Regions from separate parts of the Sus scrofa genome. Here region 1 is linked to region 2. A link is a contact called in public Hi-C data. All regions are on one chromosome and are shown on one strand. The core of a region is the stretch at or near the end of the contact, and the rest is flanking DNA. Distances in the headings are between cores, read along the strand shown. Region 1 overlaps AKAP13 (A-kinase anchor protein 13). Region 2 overlaps AKAP13 (A-kinase anchor protein 13).

What was found. A called contact is a pair of places that touch in the nucleus more often than the background predicts.
Region 1: a Hi-C map of embryonic fibroblasts shows a contact between it and region 2, with 1.5 times the contacts expected there. The contact joins two enhancer-like sites. A contact is called at or near these places in 15 of 47 Hi-C or Micro-C datasets (alveolar macrophages, blood, brain and 8 more) and 2 of 2 datasets of contacts at active chromatin or transcription factors (alveolar macrophages and skeletal muscle).

What each region holds. Positions count from the first base shown.
Region 1 is chr7:88,198,416-88,203,863 of Sscrofa11.1, forward strand. It overlaps AKAP13 (A-kinase anchor protein 13), which reads left to right. Exons shown (of 38, transcript XM_021099912.1): 25 at 562-687; 26 at 804-921; 27 at 1,850-2,098; 28 at 5,174-5,250. Among named protein-coding and RNA genes, the nearest start is that of KLHL25, 91 kb to the right of the region's middle. Within about 2 kb of position 3,761, at least 20 of the 83 cell types and tissues checked have an H3K27ac peak or open chromatin away from gene starts, as enhancers often do. A contact at or near this core is called in alveolar macrophages, embryonic fibroblasts, liver and 3 more, where this site is marked.
Region 2 is chr7:88,103,470-88,108,817 of Sscrofa11.1, forward strand. All of the region lies in intron 8 of AKAP13 (A-kinase anchor protein 13), which reads left to right. Among named protein-coding and RNA genes, the nearest start is that of KLHL25, 190 kb to the right of the region's middle. Within about 2 kb of position 2,057, at least 49 of the 83 cell types and tissues checked have an H3K27ac peak or open chromatin away from gene starts, as enhancers often do. A contact at or near this core is called in alveolar macrophages, embryonic fibroblasts, liver and 3 more, where this site is marked.

The DNA.
Region 1 (5,448 bases), core at 2,511-5,010, 97 kb after region 2:
CTGAGATTGCACACATTTGGGAATGGTTTAAGGGCCATGCAGAATTATTCAGCGGCTAGCCTGAGGTAAGTTGGATAAATAGATCTCTAAGTATACTGACAGCTATTTCTGATGTCTTCCTAACTTACCATGGTGAAATTTTTAAAACTGATGTGTCATGAAAGACTTCTAGTGAGTCTCTTGTTTTCTTACTATATTTATAACAAATGGAAGTTAGAACATCCTTTCATTTCTTATGTACACAGTATTTAGATATTTCTGTGTTTATTAGTTTTTAAATATATTGATGGCCTTATTGAAATGTAATTTGTATACATGGTTTTGTGTGGATATACATGTTTATGTCTAGGAGTGGAATTGCTGGGTCGTATAGTAACTCCAAATTGAGCTTTTTGAAGAACTGCCAGACTGTTTCAGAGTGTCTGCACCATTTTAATCTTTTGGGGGAATTATGAGGAAGCTCTCTAGAGATTTACAAATAGACTGGAAACCTTGTACAGGATGGTAGTAGGAATTATAATGCTGAGTTGCGGCATAACCTCTGTTCTCTCTCCTCTGCAGTTTTCAGGAGAGAATGCAGAACGCTTAAAGAAGACATACGGCAAGTTTTGTGGGCAGCACAACCAGTCTGTAAACTACTTCAAAGATCTTTATACCAAGGATAAGCGTTTTCAGGCCTTCGTTAAGGTATTGATTTGAATCATGAGAATCCCTGTCGTTGTCCAGGGCATTGTGTCTCTGTGAGCTTTAGAGCCTCCTTCCCCACATGCTTCCTTCCTGACAGTTGGTTTACTCCCTTGCAGAAGAAGATGAGCAGTTCCGTCGTACGGCGGCTCGGCATCCCAGAGTGCATATTGCTTGTGACCCAGCGGATCACCAAATACCCGGTTTTGTTCCAAAGAATATTGCAGTGTACCAAAGGTGAGGGTTGTTGTGTTGTGTTGTTGTTGTTGTTTTAAGGGCTGCACCTGCAGCGTATGGCAGTTACCAGGCTAGGGGTTCAGTTGAAGCTGAAGCTGCTGGCCTACGCCATACCCACAGCAACTCTAGATCTAAGCCACATCTGCGACCTACACTATAGCTCACAGCAATGCTGGATCTTTAACCTACACTGAGCGAGGCCAGAAATCAAACCCCATCCTCATGGATACCAGTTGGCTTTGTTTCCACTGAGCCACAACAGGAACTCCATGGGTGGCTCTTTTGACTCAGTCTTACTTGCCAATGGACTGTTTTCCTGTGTGTCCAACAGCTCTAAGGACCCCATAGACAAACTCTTTCATGTCTAAGAGGTCTAAAAGAGATTGTTGTACCTTAAAAACCATTTTCTTGAATGAAAATGCGAAATGTTATGTCACCAGACTTGTGGTAAATGATAGCAAGAAGGGAAGGAACCACTTAGTGATTCCATCAAGAACTCAGTGACCTGAACAGCTCATCACTTAGCACTAGACTAGGAGATGCTTCCCACCTGCAGGTGATGGAATCACTGCGGTTTCTTTCGTGTCTGATCCTGCTCCTAGGCAGTTACATCAAGGATTAGCTAAATAACAGCATAAATGAAAAACTGCTTGCTCCTTCTCTCCCTCCCTAAAAGTGTTGGGTTCCTTCCACTTGAGAATATAGCATACAGTTGCATGTTATCTATATATCATTGAATTGTCTGTTTAGAATTAAAGTATAATGGAGCAGGGGGTAGGCACGTGACCTTTGCTGTGTTGGCCTTGCTCTGCCAGGGGGCCCACAAAGGGAAGACTTGCTTCTTGTGGAGCAAGAATGCAGGCTTTCCCCTCCTCCTACCCTTGTCTGGAAGGACCCATTCAAAACAGAATTATTCTTTCCTTCTCAGACAGTGAAGCAGAGCAGGAAGATCTGGCTCAGTCCCTGGGCCTGGTGAAGGATGTGATTGGAGCTGTGAACAGCAAAGTGGCAAGTTATGAAAAGAAAGTCCGTCTCAATGAGATTTATACGAAGACAGATAGCAAGTCGATCATGAGGATGAAGAGTGGTCAGATGTTTGCCAAGGAGGATCTGAAGCGGAAGAAGCTTGTGCGGGATGGGGGCGTGTTTCTGAAGAGTGCGGCAGGAAGGTTGAAAGGTGAGGCTCACTTTTGTCTGGGGCTAAAAGCACGTGCCAGAGGGGAGCAGGCCGAATCCAAGTGTGTTTGTTTAGTAATTCACCACCAGATTGTTCCTAGGGACCCATGTCCACACATCACACAGAAGCAAGTCATTTAATTGTTCCTAATCTTGTATCAAAAAGGACAGGTTTGAGAAGGCTCACAACACTGTACAAAATACAGTAAGATAATGAGGAAGCGATGCAGGCCTAGGAGAGGTGGGTGACGCCGTTGGGCTTGGGTGTGGCAAAACAGTTGCCAGGAGGGAAACACCGTCAGTTGCACAGTTCATAGACTCTGAGATTAAAAATACATCACTCATTCCAAAGAGATGTCAGAGGAATTTTCAGTTCCTGAGACCTTAGAGAAACGTAAGTTTAACTCAACAGCAACTAGATTTATTATTAAACCTTGTTACTCATATCCTTAATCTTTCTCTAAGCAAAAGAGAGCACAAAAGATACTCTTTTGTCCATTTGATTTTGGTTTTTACTTTTTAAGTGATCAGCTCCTTCACGTTAAGGAAATTAGGTTTATTAACTCATCTGTACATCTGGGTTTGCTTTAATAATTGTTTTTATCAAACCTATATTTTCTGGTGCTGTCTGGTAACTCTAACCTCACCAGTAGCCTTGGGTATACCCAGCCCTCTCCCTGGCCTTAGTGAGCTGAGTACACAAAGCAGCCCGGTGCTGTCAGCCCACTGGCATACAGCTCAGGTGAGTGAAACGGGTGCTTTTCTCATCTCCGAAGTCTAAGTGATGCTGTAGGTCACTACTGTCAGAACTCCCAAGAGTCCTTAGCTAGCGTTTCACCATGCTTAGGCCAACTATAAAGAAGTCCCAGGCGATCAGCTGGTCTCAGAGGTGAATGAAGCAGGACACCCTGCATTCTGAGATTGGGATCAGAATGAAGACGTGTAAAGAGGTTCTTGCTCCGCAGTATGATGGGACTGGAAGAGAGGTGTGGACTGGGGACTGGGAGAGGGTTGAGAGGTCCTTGTGAGAGCCTCGCTCAGCCCCAGTGAGGGTGGGAGGTGAACATGAGTTCAGTCTCAAAGGATGAAGAGGGAGCCAGACAGGTGGGAGGAGTAAGTGGAAGTGCAGAGATGAAGGGTCTGGCATGTGGAGAAGGGCGGGTGGTCAGGGTCTGGGACAAGCAGCAGAGTGAGACCGGGAGGGACAGGAAATAAGGCTGCAGCATCAGCTGGGGGCCGGGTTGGAGCGGGTGTGTACTCTGGACTGACTGCTGGGCTGACAGTGATCCTGGTGATAGGAGTGGGCGAAGAGTGGATTCAGAATCGAGGCTTTTAAGCAGGAAAAGGGTGGATTAGAGTGCATATAATTGAGCTGCCGGGGGCGGTGTAGCTACAGCGAGAGTGAAGAGGGCAGTCACTGTTACAGGGGTGCTAGGAAGGGCTTATCCAGGCAGGGCCATTTCAGAGAGAAGAAATACCCCTTCCTGCCACCAACCAGCCATGTATGTCACTGCTGCGTGGTGCACTGGAACCGAATGATCCCTGAGGCCCCTTCCTCCCAGCCCTGGTACTCAGCTGTCCTGAGACCCACAGCTGAGGACCCTGCCTTCACTGCCACTTCAGGACCAGCTTTGAGGCAGCCTGGCAGTTGAGAAGCACCTCCTCTCTCTTCTCTCCTGTAAGGATGGGTTTCCTAGAGCTGCTGCTGCCTGGAGCCAGCACTGTGTTCTTTCCTTTATACAGCATTTTATTGATTCATTCCCAAAATAAAAAGTAATAGATCCCAGCTGTTGGAATAAAGTTGTGGTCAAAGCAATGGTAGAACGATACGTTTTCTGGCCTGAAATGTCTCCAGTGGAGATAGGAATTGGTGTTTAGTCATTTTCACCCCAAGTGAACTTGTGCCAAGAACAGCCAGTACTATGTTGGGTAACCTTTGAAAGGGATGGGATTGTTTTTCTCTGATCTACTGACACTGATCATATAAACTTCAAGATCTAATAAAGTTGAAACTTGTGTTTTAGAACCTTTTTTTTTTTTTTTGGCAGACACCTGAACTATTTAAAAGTAAACTTTAAAAAAATTGTCAAAACTAATGGTAGTACATGGAAAATTACTCTAGTCCAGGCTGAAAAACTAGACCTCCCTAGGAATCAGACATTCTTGCTTCTGTTTTCTTCATAGCTTCGCAACGAATTACACAGAGAGGGGACCCCAGTTTTGGCAAAAGTGGTAGAAAAGGCCAGGAGGGGCCTGACCACCCAGAAGGGAACTGCATATAAGTCAGCCCGTTCTTTCTCTCCAGGGAGTCAAAATAGGCTCCCCTCTCCAGAATGAGGGTGGTACAGAGGGGCCGGCCTGTTAGATCTCAGTAGATGGCCCACCCCCAGGAACAGCACAGTTTGCCCTCAAGGAGGTAGTGGAAAGTGTCACTTCATACTCCTAAAGAATTAGAGCAAGAGTTTGTGACATTCTTTTGATTCCTGGGCCCAACTAGAGATGTTCATCTGGCTTTTGTTCTGTTTTAACTGAGATGCAGAGAGGTTGAGGTTGTCTGTGGTGTGTTGGAACTGGGGCTCAGAGAGGTTCTCACAAGGACTTTTGCTGCCAGTGGCCATTGTCCAGCCATCCCGTCCTCCCAGGGGTATGGAGGAAGTCTGCCTTTCATTGAACCGAGATATTCTTCTACCTCACCTTCTGGCAGCCTCCCTGTCTGCTGTCCCACGCCTTTCCCAGTACTATGATCAGAAGTGAAGAGTTAGTGACCTGAGCATTTTGTAGCATATGTTGCCATTAACATCTGTTGGAGTCCTGCTTCCCAACTTTTAAAAGTATTTTGTTCTAAAAACCTTGCTCATGGGATATATCGTTCCAGCACAGAGTGCTTTTAAGCCTTCCTACAACAAAGCTTTGGTGATAAATCCCATCTTAAAATGCTTCTGAAAGTCTCAAGACCAGATCCGGGAGGAGTGATCTCCACCCCATGTGCCCGTGGGTGTGCTGCTGAGTTAGTCTCTAATAAAGCCTGAAGGCTCTTGCTGGTTCTGCTCACTGGTCTCTCCTCTCCACTCTGCAGAGGTTCAAGCGGTCCTGCTTACTGACATTTTAGTTTTCCTTCAAGAAAAAGACCAGAAATACATCTTTGCGTCACTGGTAAGTGGAATTGTTCTTCTACTGTTTGTAGTTAACAGTGCTCAGTTTGCAGTTAATACGGGGAGGGTGAGTCGTGAGTGTAATGCAGTATTACTGCTCTCCCACCCCTCAGACTTAACTGGCCCAGGACAGAGTCCTCCAAGTTATTTCTTACATGCTCTTGCAGTTTTCTGTCCACCTCCCCCCACCCCCGAGTCT
Region 2 (5,348 bases), core at 807-3,306:
CTGCTGTGGAGAGTGCTGAACAGATCCAGAGAGGAAAGCAAAACAGACTGTGTTTCCCCACCCAGAGCATTTGTTCTCCAAGAAGGAACAGAATACACAAGAAAGTCCTTTTAATGTGTTCATGTGTACAGAAAGAGTAGGAAATCTAGATATCCAGCCTGTAGCACAAAGCCAGCATATATCAGAAATTTTTAAAAGTTAATTTGTCTCAAAACAGGCATCTGGGCCATTTCAGACAATTATATTTTGAAACAGGTTTCTCTCTAATTATATAAACTTCATCTGGACAGAGATCTTGATCTTTGTTTTCTTTTGTTTGCCTTTTCTGCAAGGCACAGTATATCTGTTAAATCAGTATAGATTATCTACATTTAAGTCAACAGTTAGATGAAGTTGGGAATAGAAAGACTCTATGGTGATTAAAGCATCCGTGATCCCCTAGGGAGATGCCTGGGAACCTTGGAAGCAGGAAACATTTGATTCTAATTAAAAACCAAAGGGAGTGGCAGTGAGGAATAAACCATATTGAGGACAGAGGGGAGGCAGCTTTGTGTTTATATGGGGAGGAGGTGGAGTTCTAACTTATAGCTTGGTGAAAGTTCATACAGAAAAGATAATGAGCTCTCTGTTTTTCCCCACACTAAAGCCTAAAGGAACTTTGTGCCCTAGACCACATAGTTTCAAAGTATTTGTAAATAAAAATCCCTGGCCAAGTCCCACCCTTTTGATAAGCCTGAGCTAGAATTTTACTTACAACTTTGTAATGTCTCTAATCATCTGGTTTCTACCATTTTCCATATTACTCTAATGAAAAGCAACATGTTTCACCGTGCACATTAGTATCATCACAGAACCAAGGCTCACTGGGGGCGTGTGGGGAAGGGGAGGGGCTGTACACCTCCTGCCTTGGATGAGGCTGTGAGGATTAGGGGGAGAGGGCCCTCCCCCACCGAGGCTCTGAGTTGGTTAGAGCCATAGCTGTGGTGTGTAAATACATGAGACAAATGCTTGCATTCTAGCAGGGTTTGCTGCATTGCTCTGCTTTGAGCTGGTTAGCGACTAGAATGCCTGACCCAAGGAAACGGTGACTCACCAGACCTTCTATACCTCTTTTATAGCTCCTGGAGAGCGTTATCACCAGCTCTTTGATAGTGATAGAAATTTAGATATTGAGTCTCTTTTTCCTTCCAGTTATGGTCTTTGAGCCCCTCATTCACACTCTCTTGGTCTAGCTAAGGACTCCTCTAGCCTCTTGAGGAAAATGTCTGCAGCCTAATGCTCTTAGGAGAACATCTTTTCATTTTTTCCTCTCCCCACTCTTCTTCCCTTTCTGTTTCACTCCGTTCCTTCTCCTTTCCCTCCCAGATCACTCATGACTCAAGTGAGAGGATGAATTCTAGAACAAGTCTGCCCCTGAGAATCTTGGCTAGGGTGGGGCTGGAGGGCTCCCAGATGGTAAAACAGGCCAGCGAAGTAACAGAGCCACAGTTAACATGAATGGAGGCTTTGAAGGGGGAAGAAGTCCCAGCCAGGTGACAGTTCTTAGTCACAAAAAGTGCTGACACACTTACCCATTCATCCCACTCCTTTCCTCCTAAATTTTCTTTAAAGCCCTCCCACATCACTTCTCTCCTCCCCACAAAAAACAACAACAACAAAAAAAAGAAAAACCCTGACCTTTTGATGATTTTAAAGCCTTGTCACACAAGGCTTTTGTAACCTCTTCTGGATCCTAGAGACATAGCCCTGAAATATCTGGCTAGCATTTTTCTCATATTAAATCACTGGTTTGCATTTGGCAGAAAGATACAGTGTGTGCCTTGGGTAGTTTCAGTTTCCCCAACTTCATGGGACAGATAAATATGTTGTACTTGCCTGTGGTGTTTAGGATGACACCCCCCTCGCTTTATTACCATACTGCCCAGGCATCAGAGCACTCAGGGTGCATCTGGAAATGCCTGACAGAGCCTTTTTCCTAGGGAACAGCGTGAGGAGGAGGGGGGAGGAAGCGGGTTGGAAAAGGAAGCCTTGTTTTTCTCTTCTTCGTCTGTGGATGAATCATGTTCCCACCACTGCAATTAGGTTTTCAAGCCTCCGGGGCTGCTGGTGCAGAGCTGAAAGGGCAAGTAGTGACGTTCTTGAGAGTGAGGGAAAAGGGGAGAGGGGGCTGGGGTAGGGAAGGGCCAGCGCCCAAGAAGGGAGGGAGCAAAAAGGAGGAGTGGTCTTTTTTTTTTTTTTTTTTTCCTTCCTCTCCTCTTTTCCCTCTGCTGTCATTAGATATTTTCAACTGAAATCGGAATCAAGCCCTACTGCCTGGTGAGCAAGAGGCTGACTAAAGACTCTTTACTTTGAACAGAATCTCAAAGCTTCAGCTTTTTTTTTTTTTTTTTCCCGTAAAGGAAAAATTGATTTTCCTTGTCTTCGTTTTTCTTTTTTAAACAAGAGGATTTAATGAACAGATTTTTTTCCTAGCATCCCTTCGAAATAGAGTTGCCTTCCCTTTTTCTCTTTCTCTTTTCCTGACAAAGTACATACTGGATTTTTATTGCCTGCTTTGGGCTATTCCCGCACGTGTGTCGGCCATTATGCGCAGCCTGTTAATTCTTAATTTTTCTACTGGAGTTATCGCCAGTGATGAAAACGGCGTGTGCTTTTCCTTCCGTCAAGATCTGCATAAAGTATAGCATCAGGAGGCATTTACTGTTTATGTTGTAAATTCATCATCCCAGTGCTCTGAAGTTGCCAGGAAGTTCTTGGTTCAAGGAATTGGGATTCTGCTTGGTTTCTTTTTAATTCTTTTTTTTTTTTAGCCCCTTGAGGGTTTTATGCATAGAGGAGTCTGGAAGGCACAAGTCCCCTCCAGCTCACTGTGAGAAATTTGGAACTCTGGACTTGGGCGAGCACACTGGCCCCCCAAGTTGACAGTGGGTACATCTCTCGCATCTTGTTTCCTCTCTTCTGCATTTGGACAAAATGTATGAACGGCACAAGAGGCGCTACAGCCTATGTGACATCTCCAAGGTGCACAGGACTGTGGACGTGGTGTTGCTGAAGGTAAGGGGCCACACTTCATCCATTCCAAAACTCAGGCTCTGTGTCTTCGAATCCAGTGACTAGGTCCTTGGGAGAAAGGCTGAGAAGTGTGTCGGTCAGAACAGTGAGGAATCAGGGAAGGGAAGGGCGTTGGGTTGGTGATCTTAAGGTTCTTGAGAGAATATCTGAACAGAAACAGTGGGTGCTTGAGAATCAGCATTGAGCCCCTTAGTGTTTCAGTGTCATTTTATTTGCCGTGAAATGGATTCTTATGCTTAGGAGAACCTCATAGCCTTGAAAATCATAGAGGGAGAAATTCATCTTCAGAGTTGCTCTTTCCTGAGATGTCTCTGCCTATTGCTCTCTCCCTGTCATCCCCAGCCCAGGCCCCCTATCTGTGGCGTATCCTTCTCTGGCTCTCTCCTTCTGCCTCTGTTTCTTAGTCTGTCTTTTGCCTGAATCTTTTCTATCTGTTGTTTCTGCAGTCTCTACTCACAACTCTTTAGGGGAAAGATAGTACTTACTTCCTTTGGAAGGATCTCCGGTCAGTCTATTTATTAAAGTGGCAAAGTGACCCTTTCCGCTTGGTTTGACTACTTTTCAAGTCTAGCCTCTGACTGTTAATAGCTGTATTTGTTTGTTTTCTCCCATTAGTAATGTTGGTGTCTAAGCAGGATGGGGGCGGAGACTCTGGATGGCTAATTGCTCACAGAAGGCATCCTGGAATCTAAAATTAGCAAGGAGTCTTCCAGCCATAAGATGGGAGTCTGGGAATGTTGGACTCAAGGAACACTTTTTGGAAGTTTAGCAGCTTTCTCACAAAGGCAGGGGAAATTGGAAGCCAACCAAATGTTGCACAGATGCCAAAAGAACTTCAGTCTCTGAACCTGTGAGGGTGTGGAGCCAGCAGAGTCTAGGCAAAGTAGTAATGTACTGCCCTGGTTAGGGAAATAGCAGGGCTCTTGTATTGATTTATCAATTCAGCTTATTACTTGAGACTCCTTAATTTTTTCCCCCTTTGGTCCATTGAGGCCAAGAAAAATGGCTCAGAAGGCTAGACACAGAAGCCAATGAATAATAACACCAAGCTGTGCGAGGGGCTAGGTAGAGGAGCCGTGATTTGTGGTGGAGTGGCATCACTGTCCCATATAATCACTATCAGGTGGTGCTTTGACTTTCCAGGCCTAGGCTGAGAGTCGTGGGCAACTTGGCATAGTGAACTTGATCCAAGTTATTGATTTTACATTCTCTGAAATGTGATTTCACTATGAAATCACAGTAATGTTTCAAAATTTTTGTCCTCATATATTTAGGAGAGCCTAGTTTTTAGGACCTTTATTTGCTTGACTCTGTGATCTTACCTGTCTAGGGAAGAAGCAAAGAAGGAAAAAGGGAAGGAGGATAGAAAAGACCAGTCTGTATATTGTGAGGAATGTGCTACATTTAAAACAAAATGTGCGGTGCTCTCTACTCTCGAGGGGCACGAAAGCCTTTACTAGTGGAGCTAAATCAACACAGGCTTATTATTGGCCTTGTAGAGACTGTTTTCCAGTTTTAACAAAACACTTCCATATACATTATTCCTTTGAGACTGGCTTGTCAGCGGCAACTGTTTCTCCCATTTTCCTACGAAGAGTTTGAGGCTTCTCTTGAGCCAGGGTAAGGGATGTGAAGGACTTGAGCCATGTGAATTTTTTTTGTCCTACAAGGCCACGGCTATTAAAGGACATAATTAGTTTTTTAGATGTACCTGTGTTTGGTTTTTTTGCACCATGCTGCCTTTATATAATGAAAGATTTTTAGTAGGGAAATCTTCACTTCTCAGAAAACAGGCATTTATTTCAACTAAGTAAACATGAGGAATCCTGAAAATACTGTTTCCAGCTTGAAATGAGGCGGGTCAGTTTGGTGTTGATTCTTTGCTGTGAAGATAGAGAAGAAGGCTACAAGAGGGCGACAGGAAGACAGTGTTAATAACCTGCTCCGTGCCGGACTTTGTGCTCGGTCTAAGGGGCACACGGGTCTTCAAAGTCCTCATGTTGCTTAAAGACAGACAGTTAATAGAGAAAAAAATACAAATTATTGTACGTGATTTGATAGAAATAAGCAGTGTGAGACTACAGTATAGTGCAATATAGGAAATGATGGGAAGACCTATTTCAGATAGATCTTTCTGAGGTGCCTTTAAAAAACTATTCTTTAGAGGATAAAAAGATGCCAGCTCTACCAAGGGAAGAAGGTGTGTTCCAGAAAGAAGGAACAGCAAATCCAAGAGGCCCTGCGGTGGGAAAGAATGGGTAGGGACATTGTGATGA